4 separate regions of the Sus scrofa genome follow, and all the other regions are linked to region 4. The links are chromatin contacts, called in public HiChIP or PLAC-seq maps. All regions are on one chromosome and are shown on one strand. The core of a region is the stretch at or near the end of the contact, and the rest is flanking DNA. Distances in the headings are between cores, read along the strand shown.

The links. HiChIP or PLAC-seq counts read pairs in DNA pulled down with a chosen protein or histone mark.
Region 1: a contact with region 4 is called in an H3K27ac HiChIP or PLAC-seq map of alveolar macrophages. The contact joins two enhancer-like sites. A contact is called at or near these places in 1 of 47 Hi-C or Micro-C datasets (embryonic fibroblasts) and 1 of 2 datasets of contacts at active chromatin or transcription factors (alveolar macrophages).
Region 2: an H3K27ac HiChIP or PLAC-seq map of alveolar macrophages shows a contact between it and region 4. The contact joins two enhancer-like sites. A contact is called at or near these places in 1 of 47 Hi-C or Micro-C datasets (embryonic fibroblasts) and 1 of 2 datasets of contacts at active chromatin or transcription factors (alveolar macrophages).
Region 3: an H3K27ac HiChIP or PLAC-seq map of alveolar macrophages shows a contact between it and region 4. The contact joins two enhancer-like sites. A contact is called at or near these places in 4 of 47 Hi-C or Micro-C datasets (epiblast stem cells, heart right ventricle, mesenteric adipose tissue and 1 more) and 1 of 2 datasets of contacts at active chromatin or transcription factors (alveolar macrophages).

What each region holds. Positions count from the first base shown.
Region 1 is chr7:39,807,792-39,810,539 of Sscrofa11.1, reverse strand. All of the region lies in intron 11 of SUPT3H (transcription initiation protein SPT3 homolog), which reads left to right. Among named protein-coding and RNA genes, the nearest start is that of RUNX2, 300 kb to the left of the region's middle. Within about 2 kb of position 1,494, at least 9 of the 83 cell types and tissues checked have an H3K27ac peak or open chromatin away from gene starts, as enhancers often do. A contact at or near this core is called in alveolar macrophages, where this site is marked.
Region 2 is chr7:39,786,064-39,788,777 of Sscrofa11.1, reverse strand. The region is part of intron 11 of SUPT3H (transcription initiation protein SPT3 homolog); the gene reads left to right. Among named protein-coding and RNA genes, the nearest start is that of RUNX2, 320 kb to the left of the region's middle. Within about 2 kb of position 1,442, at least 2 of the 83 cell types and tissues checked have an H3K27ac peak or open chromatin away from gene starts, as enhancers often do. A contact at or near this core is called in alveolar macrophages, where this site is marked.
Region 3 is chr7:39,939,158-39,941,857 of Sscrofa11.1, reverse strand. The region is part of intron 3 of SUPT3H (transcription initiation protein SPT3 homolog); the gene reads left to right. Among named protein-coding and RNA genes, the nearest start is that of RUNX2, 170 kb to the left of the region's middle. Within about 2 kb of position 1,402, at least 5 of the 83 cell types and tissues checked have an H3K27ac peak or open chromatin away from gene starts, as enhancers often do. A contact at or near this core is called in alveolar macrophages, where this site is marked.
Region 4 is chr7:40,498,420-40,501,119 of Sscrofa11.1, reverse strand. No RefSeq gene overlaps it. Among named protein-coding and RNA genes, the nearest start is that of CLIC5, 310 kb to the left of the region's middle. Within about 2 kb of position 1,344, at least 7 of the 83 cell types and tissues checked have an H3K27ac peak or open chromatin away from gene starts, as enhancers often do. A contact at or near this core is called in alveolar macrophages, where this site is marked.

The DNA.
Region 1 (2,748 bases), core at 245-2,744, 690 kb after region 4:
TGGTTTTGAAATAGATTCTTTGTTCTCCAGTTCCCCAGTCTCTTCCACGAACCGAGATCCTGCTTTGGGTGAATGTGCAGAATCTCACTGTCTTCGGCACAGTCATTGATCAGGGGTAGCCCACAGCCTCAGACAATGCAAACAGCATTGAAGCCATTTTTAAAAGATAGTGGAAATGAGGAGCAATTTGGCCGGTTTTCTTATTCTTGTTTGTTTTGTTGTCAAGTATAACCAGAGCATTATTTCTCAGAGGCTGTGTCTTTCAAAACAAAATGTCCTTGAATAGCTCTCCAATTCCAAACAGGGCTGCCTTTACTCAAAATATTTTTGAAATTACTCTCTGGTAATTATCTTCAGAACTTGCAAAACATTCTTTTGAAAAGACTCAGTCGTGGGGAATCAATTATATTATGTTATCAACACGCCATATAGTTGTAGACTTGAATTACTACTGACATAAATGTAAAAAGAAAAATTACGGAGTGGGTTGTCTTGTGGCTCAATTCTATGGCTCTGTGTAGGGAACCTAAGTCAATGCAGAAAATCAAAGAACGGTTAAAAACTGTAACTATCGACTGGTAGTAATAGGTTATTCCCATCTCTGGCCGCCTCTGGCACATTCCCATTGTCTCCACATCATTAAGAGTATTTATCTTCACACACTCGAAGTTTACCTAGTGGAAAAGTTAAATAAAATGTTCTATAAGCACTTTTTTTTTTAACCAAAAAAGGTTCAATTATTATATTGTTCAATTTTTATATTTTATATTATTTTCAAATGTTATAAAATGTATTATTTTATTGCCCTATAAAGCACACAAGCTTATTAGCCTGGTTTTCTTGGTCTGTTTATGAGAATGTTTTATCAAAATGGGTATTTTAAATGTTTTAAATATGTAATACTGTGCTAAATTAGACTATAAATGATTAATTTGGAAAACAAATGCATTTTTATTATTTTTCTAGAATGCCTCTGTATAACAGGCGACGATTGGGAAGGAAGGTGCCTTTCATGAACACATATGCTGTCTTTGGGCACACAGGCCTCTGCAGTAAATGAACCACTGAGTCACCATTTGTCCAAATGTAAATGTTGGTTTTTCTGTGTATTTTGTTTTGTTTACTTACACGTTTTATATTTGTTCACAAGACTTCCCTTTAGTTTTGATTCCATATAAGTACACCGATTTGTCATGAAAATAAGAGTAGAGAGAAAAGTACTGAGTCAGAAAAATGGAGCTAAATTCTGGAACTAGATTTCAGTAGAAGAGAAGAAATTAGGTTTCTGGCTGCCAACACTTGGCTCCAGGGGTTTGATTGAATGAGGCCGTGCGGTGTGGTGAAAAGGGCAGAAGTCAAGAGGCCTGGGCTCAAAGTCCTTGGCTCCGCCACTGATCTCTCCAAAGGAACTCAGATCACTTGACCTCTGTGAGCTTCTGTTTCCTCATCTGTAACGCGAGAGTTCTGATGACATGGTTGCTAAACCCTCTTCCAGCTGTAACAGTCCCTCCTTCTAATTCTGAGTGTACTGATTCAGATCTCCTCCTCCCTCTGTCTTAATTGCATGTAGACTGCCTAAATATCCACAGATGTTTAACTCCCAGGCTTTGTATTAGTCAGCTCAGTCTGCCATTCCGAAATAGCACAGACCGAGTGGCTTTAAACAGCAGACGTTTACTTTCACGGCTCCGGAGGTTGGGACGTCCTCGATCCAGGTGCTGGCCAATCCAGGTTCCGAGCCAGAGCTCTCTTTCTGGTTTGCAAATGGCCACTTTCTTGCTGTCTCCTCTCATGGTCTTTCCTCAGTGGGAGAGGGCCCTGTCATCTTCTTAAAAAGCCACCCATCCTATCAGGTCAGGAGCCCACCCTTATGACCTCATTTAATTTACCTCCTTAAAGCTCTATCTCTAAATATACATTAGGCATTAGGGCTTCAGCACAGGAATTTTGAACGGGGGACACAATTAAATCTGTAGCAATTCCCCTAGATATTTCCCTCCAGACCCTCTCTTCATTCCAGGTGGCGAAGAAGAAAAAAGCTAAAATTTCACAGTCTTCCAAAATCAGAGAACTAATTAATATACTATCAACAGCAGAAAAAGAAGTGGACATGGCTTTCTGATGAACTTTTTATCATGGAAACTTTGTAGCATAAAACAGGCTTACGGAGAAGTTGATAGAAATTTATAGTGAACACCCAACTACCCACCACCTGTATCCACAGTTAATATTTTACTGTTCTTGTTTTGTTGCAAATCTGTCCATCCTCCATTCATTCATCAACCATCTCTTTTTGGGACCCATTTCAAAATAAGTTCCAGGCATCAGTACCTAAGCATGTGTATTCTTTACTAAAGTTGTTTTGTTTTTTGGTTTTTTTCTATTTCAGATCACCGTTTTAAATCTATGTTCTATATACCTGCTAATGGAAAGGGTTAGGTTGTGAGAAAAGGGGACACTCTTCCATTAGTAGAAGCTATTTATAACTTATGCCAGTTTTTGAAAGCATCATTATTTAAATCACTAAAAAGGACAGCTGGGAAGTAGGGGAATGAAAAGTTAAAATCCTTGGGGAAAAAAAATACGTATTTGACAGATGTCTAGGAAAAGACAGACTATAGGCATTTGAACACATTTTGTATACATGTATAAATAATATGCTTTCTACCTTTGTTTTGATTTGTAAATGGGAGGGTAGGGAAATGGAAAAGAAAAATGTTTCTTCTCTGAAGTCTTATCCCTTGAAAT
Region 2 (2,714 bases), core at 193-2,692, 710 kb after region 4:
CTCGGTACAATCCCCCACATACCAAGGAATGACTATTTATATATGGTGTGAGGCAAGGATAAGTGGGGTGGGGGATGCATATGGATGTTCAGTTGTTTAAGCTTTATCTTTTGAAAAGAGTAATATTTCCTCCCCTGAATTATCTTGGCACCTTTGCTGAAAATAAATGTGCCACACACATGTGGGTCTGTTTGACACTCCCCCACTGTTCCATCTAGATCTTTATCTGTATGCTGTTACCACACTGACTTGATTAGTCTAGCTTCATACTAAGTTTTGAGCTCAAGTTAGTGTACGTCCTCCAACTTCATTCTTTTTCAAAGATTTTTGGCTGTTCAAAGTCCTTTGCTTTTTCATTTGGAATCAGCCTGTCACTTTCTACAGAAAAGGGATTTAGAAAAGAATTGCTCTGAGTCTATAGATTAGCTTGTGGAGAATATCTCAATATTGCCTTGAGACCCATGAACATGGTAAAGCTCTTCATTTATTTAGATCTTTTAAAATTTTTCTCATCAACCTTTGGTAATATTCATTGTACAGGTCTTGCATATAGTTTATTGACATTTTCCTTAAGTTTATCATGTTTTCTCATGCTTTTATGTCTTAATTTTAGTTCCTAATTGTGTCATAGCTAGAATACATAAGTAAAATTGATTTTTATGTTGACCACATATTCTGAAACCTTGCTAATAATCTCATTAGTTCCAATGTCTATTTTTTAGATTCCTTATTGTTTTCTGTGGAGACTGTTGTGTTTGTAAATAGAGGCAGCTTTATTTCAGCATTTCCAATTTGTATGACTTTTATATCTGTTTTCTTGGCTTATTCTCCTGGCATTGATGGTGAATAGGAATGGTGACAATAGACATCTTGCTTTATTTCTGATCTTATGGGGAACATGTTCAAATTTTCACCATTAAAATTGATGTTAGCTGTTGATTTTTCATAGTTGTTCTTCATCAGATTAAGAAACACTATTGTTTTCAGTCTGTCGTTTTCTGTGTATGTATATATGCCTCATTTGGAATTTCTAAGGCTTTTTTTATGTATATCATTAGGGTGCTAACAGAAAACAACTTATAAAAATCTCTGCCACCAAGAAGTCTTTTGTTAGCATGCCAAAGGGTATTTTCCTGAAACTAGACTTTTATTTGTTAGTATTTCTAAAATTTCTAGCAACATTGGATACTTTCTTATCTAATCTATCTTGTCATCTCAGGGGCCACAACATGCCCAGGTAACAGTATCCTTCCATGGAACAGTTCATTGCTTCCCAACAGTCAGTGGACTTGAGTCTTTTTCATTGAGCAATATCTTTTTGTTCTGACAAAAGCAAGTGACGTCATTGAACATTTGATATGATTCATTTGATATGATTCATTCTGATGTGAGCATTTATTCATAGTCAGTACCATAACCTTTGCTGCTGCTGTTTGGTAAGATGATAAATGGACCCTCATATCTTACAGGAAACTGCATACAGGCCTGTCAGTCACCACACACCAATCATATCTCCTTGTGCGAAAGCACTGAGCATCAAACTGCTCTTATTACGGTACTAGCATTTTTTAAAAATCTTATCTTTATGTTTTAAAGATTCTGATTTTTAAATTAAAAAAAAATTCTTATCTTTATCTTCTAATAGAGAGCTAATTTTTAAATACGTATATGAAAAGCCAGTGACTCTCTTTCTGTTCATTTCCTTATATTGAAATAATCCCAACTGGGCAGCACTGACCAGCCTCACGATCACATGTCTTACCAGGTTTATTATTAAACTGATAGCAGTCACCCATTTTTCTAAAGGAAGCAGAACCTTCATGTTTATTTCTAAAACCAAACTATTAGATAAGACTTCAACTCTCCGTGTTACTAAAGCCCTCCGTGTCTCTTGTTGGAAGAGTTTGGATTAGTTGGCCATGGGTCAACAAGCTCTTCACAAGACTTCAGAATTGGAGTGACAGGTCATGTGTAATGTGTGATGTACTTTGAGTTCCTCATAGGCCCACACATACACATCTAAGTAACTTTCTCCCTCTCCCTACCCACCAACCCAGAGCAAGATCTTGCCAACAAGAACCATGACTGGATCACTGCTCCAAATCCTCAGAGCCAACCAGGTACCTTTCCCACAGGATGTACATAGGAAAATATTGAAGGAGGACAGGATATTGTCAAGGTTACCATCGTCTTACCGAGGATCCTGTTTCAAATATGACTGCAGTGATGCCCCCACACTCTCTGTTATGACTCAGAGCCTGTCTGCACAGCTTCCCTCTCTTATTTCATTCAGGCCTCTTATGTCACTTTGTCGAAGAGGCAAACTCCCACCCCCTCTCTCTGTCCCTCACCCTACCTTATTTGTTTTCATAGCACATATTACCACTGTCAGAGTGTTTATTACTTATTTATTGACTGTCTTACCCACTAGAAAGTCAGATTATTGTACTTATGGTATGCCCCCAGCACGTAGAGCAGAGCATGGTGTATCATAGGCACTCAGTAAGTACTGAGTAAGTGGATGAATGAACAGATGTAAACTGGCCATCCTCAATGCTGTGAGCCTGAATTCCTTAAAAGAATGGGGCATCTCCAGCCCCAAAGGCACATGAGAGGATAGCTGATACATCCTGATATGTTTTCTTTGTTTTTTGTCTTTGTAGGGCCGCACCCGTGGCGTATGGAAGTTCCTGGGCAAGGAGTTAAATCGGACT
Region 3 (2,700 bases), core at 153-2,652, 560 kb after region 4:
TAGACTCCCAGGGCTTGACCATAGGCTAGATGGTTATAGGACATGGAGTGGGAACGTGACCTATGTAGCGGGGAGCAAACCTTTTATTCTGAGCTGATCATGGGTAAGAAGAAAACATTCATGTTACTTCATGGATGTTTGACCATGTATGCTGACTATGACCTTATTTCACTCTATTGTATAAGTACAGAAGCATTCTGATGCTAAAGAATCTTTGACTCTGCCGACCAGTGTTAGTTGGAAAGAGCCTATTTATACCACAGAAGACATCAGAATCCCTGCTCAAGTTGTTTTTTTCCCTTCTTACAGCATATTCTTTATGATATCAGACACAGTAACAGGAAGAACATCTCCATCTGGTAATCATTACCTGTAGCTTGTATGTGTCTTCTGGAAGTTAACTTTTAATGTTAAACAAAGGAAGCTGATCAAAACCAGCTGTAAAACCTTTGCCTCGTTCGTATTTTATACAGTCAGCATTGGGTTACCATTCACATAACTGTGTGTCTGAAGTTGAAAAAAATAATAAGGTAAATCTTTTCCTTTTATTAAAATAAATGTAATCCTGATTTTATAGTTAACACAACTTTAATTGTTTTCCTGTTTGGCAGGAAAATTTAATGCAGTTGGCATCATTATGTATGTATTTTACACACCTTGGAGAAATAATGGCTCATTTATTGACTATATGTGCCACAATTAATATATTTTGGATCTAGTCAAAATAAAAACAGTAGGCTGAAATATAATTTTCTAATTTAAAATTATGGGGTTAGTAAATGTAGAAACTTGCCAGCTAAACATATAATAGGCTATTAAATATATTATGTGAACTAATTCTATAGATAATGAAAATTACTCTAGTAATACCCCCCTTTGACACATGGCATTTATTATAATTCTAGATACATGCAAACATAGTAATTTTAGATCATTATTATTTATGATAAGAAATGACTCACAGAACTTTAAGTCAGGATGACGTTTTTCTTTTATTGAAATTAGGGGAAGTAAGGAATTTGGAAAAATGAGAACATCCTGGGCCATGTTTTACGTACTGTTGGTACATTGTGTATGTTTAATAATAGTTTGTTCTTCCTGGAACTTGCAGTTGTTATATATATAGAAGTTTTAAAATCACAAAGAATCACATGAATTGGTCACAGCACATACTTTTGAAATATCTGCAACAACAGTATTGAGGGTTTGCTATCATGAAATGGAATTTCCTATCAAGGAAATGCAGCAGATAAGGTAATGACTCAAGCATAACATCTAGGTGGAAGACAGTGAGCATTTCTCTACTAAAGAGATATTTTGAAATTCAGTGGTTGTTTTGCAAGTGATTAGCACTGTTTTTTTGGAAATGTTCTAGTCTGTAGAAACCTAAGTATTGCTCACAAATACCACTTAGGCAGGGAAGCCAAGGACAGTTCTGACTGTCCAAGTATAGCACCATGTCCACTGTGACCAGCATTTGACAGTCTGTTGTCCAGTGCTTTTCTCAGGCCTTAATTAACTATCAAGCATTAGGAGGGTATTCTAAAATGTACAAGCACTTAAATAGAAAGTAACTGACAGCAAACAATAATTATTAAGATATCATGTTATAACTTTTCACTCTGCAAAAAGGGGCGTATTCTATTTTAAAAAGATACAGGGTATCTTATAGGCAGAAAAGACCCTAAACAACATTATCATCAGAGAATGAACAAGTTACCATTCCTTAGGGGGAAGATTTCAAGAGCACTGTACTTTAATCATAGTATTTGTATTGGAACATTTACGATATCTTCCTAACACAAAAACAAATAATTTAGCACATGCTAGGAACTCAGTATATGTATGTTTATTAAATTACTAATTATACAAAGCAGGCTTAGCTAGTTAAATTTAATATATATATGTTTTATATAGAGAGAGAATATAAATGCATACACATATGTAATATATGTACATATGCATATATGAATATGTAAAATTAGCGTAAGAAAATGCACATTTTAGTTGTTCGATTCAGGGAGCTCTGACAAGTCTACATTGCTATGTAACCATCACCCCAAACTAGGACTAACATTTTCATTGCTTTAGGAAATTCCCCTTCTCGGTCACAACCTGCCCACTGCCCCCAGATGATTTCTGTCACCACAGATTAGCTTGTCTATTGGTAGATTTTGTATAAATGAAATTATATAGACTGTATTCTTTTGTGTCTAGCTTTCTTGGGTTTGTTAGTCTTTTTATTTTGTATACTCTGTGGTATGCAGTCTTATTATCTCGCTGTGATTTTTATTTCTATTTGTTGAATGATATTCAGCACCTTTTAGTATGTCTATTGGTTGTTCATATATCTCACTTGGTGATGTATCTATTCAGTTTTTTTGCCTGCTTTTATTGTTTATGTTTTAATAATGATTTTTATTCTTTCCATTATGACTGGTTTACAGTGTTCTGTCATTTTTCTACTGTACAGCAAAGTAACCCAGTCACACATACATGTATACATTGTTTTTGCCTGTTTTTATTGGATTATTTGTCCTTCCCATGTTTTGTCCAATGAATCTTTGTGTAAGCAAGGTCATGAAGATTTTATCTCTCAGGTTTTATTCTGGTATTTTTACAGTTATGGATTTTATGCTCAAGTCTGTGATCTACATCAAATTAATTTCTGTTTGTGGAATGAGATAACGATGGAGCTTA
Region 4 (2,700 bases), core at 95-2,594:
TAGCATCAGTTCAATACAACTTATTTAAAAAAACAAAACAAAACAAAAAACACCTTATAGAGTAACAGAATGAATAAACGGCCCAGACACGACACTTAACCCCTCTCCCTAAGTCAGCACTCCGAATGTGAATGCCGGGTGTGAGCCAGTCTACTCACCAACCCAGAGCCAGCTCAGCCCCACACTTAGGGAGGATTTCAGAGGCGCCAAGAAACCTACCCTGGGTGGCAGAGTTCCAATAACTTGTTCATTTTTTGACTGAAGGTAGCGGGAGTTTGGGGTTTTGTTTGCTTGTTTTTCCTTTTATTTATTTATTTATTTTTTTTGGAAAGTAATGGAAACCTTCCTTCAAGTGCCATCTTGCAGGGCACCCCATATAAAATCATAGCAGCAACTTCCTCAATCGCCTTTGCTATGTGCCAGATGTTTTAACTCATTGAGTCCAACAACAGCCCTTTAAAGACAGGTACCAGGTACTATTATGGTTACAATTTCCCAGATGAAAAAACCGAGCCACAATCAGTTAAGTGACCTGCCCAACGTCACGCAGCTGGAGTTCAAATCGAATGGTCAGGCTCCCGAGCCCACCCATTTCTGACCGTGCTTGGTGGCCCAGAGCAGAAGGGGTATATAAGCGGTGTGGCCCCGGTCAGAGCCCAGGAAGACAGCAGTATTTCCAGGCTCCAGGGGGTGATCTTCAGGCACATCCGTGGAAGGACTCCATGAAACACAATTCTGGAGCTCCCACTGTGGCGCAACAGGATCGGAGCATGTTGGGGCGCTGGGACACAGGTTCGATCCCTGGCCCAGCACAGAGCTGCAGCTACAGCTTAGGTCACAACGGTGGCTCAGATCTGATCCCTGGCCCGGGAACTCCGTGGCTGTGGGGTGGCCAAAAATAAATAAATAAATAAATAAATAATAACAAATTTAAAATCCCAATTCTAAAGCCTTTGCAGTGAGGTTTATCTACCAAGGGTCACTTTAAGATAACACCGCCTTCTTGGAAGGAGCGACATATCAGTGGATTCCTATAAGTGGTTTTCAAAAACCCATTCTAAGTCTAAGCAAGTGGTGATGGGGAGATCCCAGCCTCAGGGTAGGGATCTTAGCCAGGGCAGAGCTGAGTCCAGGGAGGGCTGGACCCCAGAGTCTGAACAGGGGGAGGAAAGGGAGACGGGAAACACAGTACTTCCAAGACCACCCTCCAGGACTGGCAGGTAAGCCGGAGATCAGGCTCAGAGTGAGTGCCTGTGAGACCCACTGGAAGGGCTCCGGGGCAGAAGGTCTTCCAGTGGCCGAGCACCAAACAGGGGGTAACTCGTGGCAGAGGCATAGCGTGACTAGGGCTATGGGAGGTGGGTGAGAAGGACAGTCTGATGTGAGCGTGTCAGGGCTCCCCGGAGGTGACACTCAGAGATTTCAGTTTCTATCTTGATCAAAATTTTGCAGTTTTCAAAAATGCAGAACCAATAGAACTGTGACTCATACTTCACAATTTGCCTGGCAAACTTACTGTATTATCATGATTCTGACAATGGTTTTCAGGGGTGATGGGACTTCAGGATGGAATATTTGGCATAAGAGGCATAAGGTCATGGGACAGGGGGGACGAACATGACCGCCACCTCAGGTCTTATGTCCAAGATCAGAAGCCATTGATGCACATGGGTTATGGGTTATGGATCTCAGTGGACCTGGGAGTACAAGTGTTAATGGAGCCACGTGCATATTTTTGGTCTGCTTTTTAATCAGCTCGGACCCACACTGTCATCCTCTCTAACATCACAAGATGAATTACCTGGGGCTCATCGTTTTAAGAGAAAAAGGGGGGGAGTTGAAATTTGAATGTCAAAAGAGTTGGCATGTGAGTAGAAACTTCCGAGATAATGTAATTTAAGAGCTGATGAACTTATTTTCAGACTAGAAATAGATACACAGACCTAGAAAACCAATCTATGGTCCCCAAAGGGAAAAGGGGGTGGAATTGGGGATTAAGAGATACACACTATTATATATAATAGAAGTAACAACAAGTGCCTACCAGATAGCACAGGAAACCACATTTAATATCTTGTAATAACCTATCATGGAAAAGAATATGAGAAAGGACATTCTATTTATATCTATGTATATGTATAACTGAATCACTTTGCTGTACACCTGAAACACTGGATATCAACTATACCTCAATAAAAAAATAAAAATTAAAACTAAAGAGCTGCTGGTACTTCGAATTAAATCTTGACACTTTAAAGGAGCAATGAAAGTACCACGTGAAGCTGAAAAAAACACAGTTCTGCCCTTTGGTTTCTGTGAAATCAAGTTGAAAAGTCTAGAGTTTCTTGTGGGAGCAGTGGACTTGGGAAACCAAATCTGGTCACTATGACATGGTACCTAGCATCGTGAAAGCAACAGAAGAGATAATCGATTATGTGTTAAACGAATGAATGAATGATAAATGCACATATGCACACACTCAAATATATAGTGTGTACAAGCTGAGATACAGAGCTCTCAGTCTTATTATACTTAGGGACCATTTTCCAATCTAAGATTTTGCCGGTATTTGTTCCTTTCAAAATGCAGTCATTAATCTTAGAAATGAGTTTATACTGAAAGAGAAACTACTTTCTATCTTGCATTTGTTCAACAACTTCACTTAGATCTCAGTGACATTGTCTACATTTCCAATCCCCA